Regions from separate parts of the Urocitellus parryii genome. Here region 1 is linked to region 2. A link is a contact called in public Hi-C data. All regions are on one chromosome and are shown on one strand. Each heading gives the region's core, a stretch centred on a gene start, on an enhancer-like site or on the middle of the called end of the contact. The rest is flanking DNA. Distances are from core to core; before and after follow the strand shown.

What was found. Hi-C and Micro-C count contacts between places; a contact is called where the count stands out from the background.
Region 1: a Hi-C map of liver shows a contact between it and region 2, with 2.5 times the contacts expected there. The contact joins the promoter of Sec62 here to the promoter of Mynn in region 2. A contact is called at or near these places in 2 of 2 Hi-C or Micro-C datasets (liver and muscle).

The regions. Positions count from the first base shown.
Region 1 is chr2:130,513,705-130,516,404 of mUroPar1.hap1, forward strand. It overlaps Sec62 (SEC62 preprotein translocation factor), which reads left to right and starts at 1,300. Exons shown (of 9, transcript XM_026394996.2): 1 at 1,300-1,369. The coding sequence starts at 1,334.
Region 2 is chr2:130,313,966-130,316,665 of mUroPar1.hap1, forward strand. Mynn (myoneurin) reads left to right here and starts at 1,385. Exons shown (of 7, transcript XM_026394982.2): 1 at 1,385-2,167. It overlaps Trnav-aac (transfer RNA valine (anticodon AAC)), which reads left to right and starts at 338; the gene lies at 338-410.

The sequences.
Region 1 (2,700 bases), core at 50-2,549, 200 kb after region 2:
ATAATTCTAAATTATTTTTCAGATTAATTGGTAAGAATCATTACTAGTTCATCTCCCTTCTCACTACACACACACACACACACACACACACACACATTATACCTCTTAGAGGAAAGAAACTAAATGGTTTCCCTAAGAGCAGAATAACATAGTCCAAAAAGAACTTTGCTTTATAAAAAGATTAGGCATTAAGATTCTGCAAGTTGCCATAAGTACACATTAATTGCTAGTAGGTTATAATTGAAGAATTTTGAAACAAATAAATGCTTACAACATTAGATTAATAGGAAAAAATCAGGCTACCATTATTGCATGTGATCTGTTTGGGGAATGGGAAAAATGTAAATAGAACATATCCACTAGCATGCACACACACAAAGTAGGAATAAATACTAGAAGAAAATTTAAACGACTAAGAGACATCTGAGTGGTACAATTAAACTTTTCTTCATCTCACCTTTATTTTCCCAATTTTCTGCAATTAAAAATGGTTTAAAATCTCCATAAAGTCATGGGACTTTGTATGTAAGCGCTAGCTATTTAAACCCCTCTCTTTGGTCTTACGTGGCTCTAAAATACCAATAGTCCATAATAATAATCCACCAGACTTCCTGGGATGTTTCTCCTATTCATCTTAAACTTCCCTGGGTTCTTTCTCCCTGACTTCAGGATTCTAAAAGTGAGTTTTAAGAAACCCCCGGACAATGGCATGAAGAGCCTAATCTATTTAAAGGAGCTGCTACCGAGGAAGCCGCGTGGGAAAAGATCACTGACTAGGGTCTCGCCCTGCGCATTGGATGAGTCCGTTTCTATCTCCACCCCTCATTTACCTCGTTCTTCTCATCTTTTAAATGGAATCTCATGAAATTTGAAAGAGGTGAGATAAAGCTTGTTGGTGACATGATAGGAATTACCACGGTAAAGGTTTCTAGGACTCGGTAGGTCTCAGCCATCCCGTTGGGTGAAAGGCCCCACCCCAAATATACTGAGCCTGACTCTGAGGGGGCGGGGCCAGGGAATCTGCATTTTAGTAGCTTCCCAGGTAGTTCAGATGCTCAGTCAAGTTCGAGAACGGAACTCTCTTCCCAGCCTTCCTATTTTCTGATTCACTTCTTGACTTCCTCCGGGTTCTGGCGAATTCTCCAGTTTCCACAACAGGAGAGGAGGGAAGAGAAGCCGCCACCAAGGACCTCAGGCCCTTGGGGCAGCCGACCTCCCTCTCTCCCGGCGCCCGCCGGCGGGTTACATAACGGACCGCGGGACGCGTTCTCGCGAGATTTCCACCGCCCCCCTCCTCGCTCCACGTCAGAAGGAACCGGGCGGAGCGGCCAACATGGCGGAACGCAGGCGACACAAGAAGCGGATCCAGGTAGCAAAGCCCAGTCCAGGGGTAGGGAGCTTCAGCGCGCTCGGAAGTAGAGGAAGCGGGGAAGACCTCCTGAAAAGGCGCGCGAGGGAGAGGACGGGTGGGGTTCCGTCGCAAGGCAGCCCGCTTCAGGCTGTGTCGTTGTGAGGGGCCTGAAGTGGGGCGGTGTTGGCTACTGCGGAGACAGAGGTGGTGGTGGAGCAGCAGCAGGGGAAGGAAGGAGGCGCCGCTCTGGGAATCCGGCCACGGAGACGCGGCTGAGGGCCTCGGGTTCCTGTGGCGGTGCCGGCCCAAGCCTGCGCTGGCAGGTCAGCCTTCTCCAGAGCTCGGACAGGGACCCACCCCGCCCCGGGGCCCCTCCTCCGTTCCCTTCACCCATCGACTCTCGCCTTAGCTATCCCGAAATTAAGGCCACGGTAATTGGGGTAGAAGGAGGCGGAGAGCTGACCTAAAGCAGAGGTTCTTTGTGCGCGTAGACGGTAAGAGGAGGAAGGACCTGGACCTGGTCAAATAAATGTCCCAGGGGCGCAGGTTGTGATCCCCTAATCCAGATGTTCAGTTGCGTTTACGTTTTTCCTCAATATTTTAACCTCATAGTTCCACTTGAAGCTTACTGGCTTTCTTCCAGGCGACACGTTGTAAACAAACACAACCTCGCTGGTGCTGCAATGAGCTGGTGGCACCCAGAAACCTTTCACATGCCAATTTGTCATCCTCATAACCTACATAACATCCCTCCCTCATTCCACATGCATATCATCTGTGCATTTCTTCCCAGCAATTTTCCCCCTGTTGTTCTTTGTCAAGAGGATTAAATATGTTGAGCATCTTGGACTCAAGATGTTTATTAGTCTCAGCAGTTCATATGCTGAGAAATCAAAAGCATCATAAATTGATAGCATGTAGTAAAGTTGTCAGTTATACTAATCTCCAATTGTTACACTTACTGTTTTCTGTTCCTCGAATAGAGTGACTTTCCTATTTATATTCTCTGCACTTTTGTTTATCAGCTTTTTGGCCCTCTTACAGGTGTTTTGAGCAAGTTAAAGTTTAAATTAAAAATTTTTAAAGTGGTCTTTCAAGTACTCTGAAAAAAGATAATGATCTAGTAAGTTTGCAGTTTGGCAAAAAAAAAAAAAAAAAAAAAGTAATTGTGAACAGGGTACCAAAGGGAATTAAAAGAGGCAAATTCCAAGTTCAGACAGGTCTGAAGACAAGTCTTAAGATCGGTAGAAGTTTATATTCATACTATTCCTGATCTTTTGAAATTTAGTGTTACTGATTTATATAGACAACATTTTACCAAAATTTTATTGGGAGTTGTCAGATTTGTA
Region 2 (2,700 bases), core at 135-2,634:
AAAGAAAGCCCCAGGACGTGCCCGGGATTCTGAACAGCTTGACGATCTGGAAGGGTGGGGATGGGTTTTTAAGTGTGCCCAAAGAACTGGCAATTAGCGGGTGCCTGAGTTTTACAGCGGTCCCGGGAGCTCTGCAAGGAAATCAACTCAAATTCGAACTTTCGAAATACTTTGAGTACTGTTCAATTGAACATGTGGTTTTATTTTCTGGGTGATTGTTATTTTATATAGACATATTGTTGTCCACTAACTATTAAAACAATTCCGTTTCCTTTAGGTGAAACTGCATGTTGCAACATAGACTTCAGGGACTTTGAGGAGACCGGCCAACAGCTCGGTTTCCGTAGTGTAGTGGTTATCACGTTCGCCTAACACGCGAAAGGTCCCCGGTTCGAAACCGGGCGGAAACAACAGCGAGTTTTTTTTTTTTTTTTTAAATCAGTAACAAAGCAAAGATGAAAATTAAGTATCCACTTTTTCCATGCATGTGATTTTAATAACAACTCTGCAGAACTTTTGAGAGTCTGAACTTTTCAGTTTGGCGTTATTTGATTCATTCACCAAATGTTTTAGTAGGAGATTCGCCACGTGAAAGAACTGCCCCAGATTCTAAAAAATTGAATTTGTACTATATATAGTGTTATATTAAGTTTATAAGTATTTCTCAATAAATTATGGAAAATGGTTCTGACCCCTTCCTAATGGAACCAAGAAAAAAGATAATTAAGACAGAACCAGTCTAAGATTTTTTTTTTCTTACAAAACGGCTGTGGTTTTATTCACAAATTTGATTCATACAAGAGGAAATCCATTGAGCAGGAAGAAGCTAGTAGAAAAAATCTCACGGAAAGAAGAGGAAATAATTCAAGTTGAGATTAACCTTCAAAATAAAGTCATAGGTTAAATTCCTTAAAGTCTTTTTATTGGTGGGGGTATTGGGGACTGAATCCAGGGATGCTTAGCCATCGAGCCACATCCCCAGCTCTTTTTAAAAATTTTGAGACAGGGTCTCACCTAGTTGCTAAGGGCCTCGCTAAATTGCTGAGGTTGGCTTTGACCTCAGATCCTCCTGCCTTAGCCTCCAAAGCCGCTGTGATTACAGGCGTGCATAACAGCGCGGGCTGACGCAGAATTTTTTTAAAAAATATTTTATTAGTTATTGACGGACCTTTATTTATTTGATTACACATGGTGCTGAGATTGAATCCAGTGCCTCACACATGAGAGGCAAGCCCTGCACCACAAGATAAAATAAATATTTAAGTTGTAGTTTTGAGATTCATGATATCCACAGTTAATAGGAAAGAATCCACCCTAACACATCAGTAAGGCTCATTTTATTGATACTTTTGTATATTGCAGACATAATTGATAGCCTTTTCCCTAACTGTACTAACCCCAAACTCGAAGTAAATAATTGTATTAAAATTACTCGGGTCTAGACTTTGGAAAACCTTTTCCGGTATAAAGCCCACCTTCCTCTGATGCTGCGCATGCCCAGTGTGTTCTACTGCTTTGGTTTGCTTTCGTGCGTATCAGACTTCTTTCACCAGGTAAGGCATCCTGGAAACAGAGCTATAGTTGGCTGGCACAAACAAAACCCAGGGGGTCCCAAGAGACTTCGGGTACGTAAAAGGGAAGGGGGTGCTCGCCCTCTGCGTTAACAGCCCCCACGGCCGAGAGCCAGAGTACATAAAGCAGCAGTTTCCACTGGCTGGGCCGGGAGGGAGGATGACGGGAGAAGACAAGCAACTACAAGCCCCAGCATGCAGTGCGCAGCGTGGTCTCCCGAGAGACTGGCGGTGCAGGCTGCCCGGCCGCGGTCCAGAGTCGGGCTGACCGATACAGGCTGACTGTCGGCCAGAGAGCTCAGCATGAGGAAGAAGGGTGCGGCACTGTGCACCAGCCTTTAGGTCTCGCATCCCTGGTGCCTGCTGTTTCGGGGACGCCTAGCATGCTGGGGAGTCAGGCTTCTACTGGCCAGCTTGTCGGCCTTGGCCTGTGTGGGACCTCCACGGCACTAGAGCCTCCGGAGTTACCACGGGAGTACGGAGCCGGATGTGACGCTGCCGTCGAGGAAGAAGGGAGAGGCGGAGCGTGGCGCGGTGACGTCCTCCCAAGATGGCGGAGAGACAGTGAAGAAACTGTTCCCCCTGGGTGGCCGTCGGTGAGTGCCCACTTCACCGTAGACCCCCGTCACCGCTCTCTCCAGACCCTGGGCCATGGGAGGGCAGGCTTCTTGGAGTTCTAGCGCTGGTCGGGGCGAAGGTGGAATGCTGTGCGAAGCAGCCCCCGTGGTGGCTTTGGCCTGTCTCAGCTGTGGGATTTCGCGGGAGTGGGAACCGGGCGGAGGCCAGGGCAGTGGAGGCCGAGGAAGAATCGGCTTCTGTTGTCACTCTCCGAAGCCGCCAGGCCAGGGGGGAGTAGGAGGGGAGGGGTGTGGCCTCCTGGGGCGAGTGACAGAACCTTTGACAACCCTTGGCCCTATGCATTCCCCGCCCCTCGGGCACGCGCCTCACGCTTTGGAGAAACTGCACCGTGTAAACTAACAAGTTTTGGTGATTTGAGGGGAAATTTTTTAAGTATTTTTCTTCCCATCTGTCCCAAGGAGTTGTTTCTTGATAGTTTGTTATTTTTTTTTCCCCGTTAACCATTTACTGAGTGAAAGTTTTGAGGGTTCAACTGATGTAAAACCTTGAA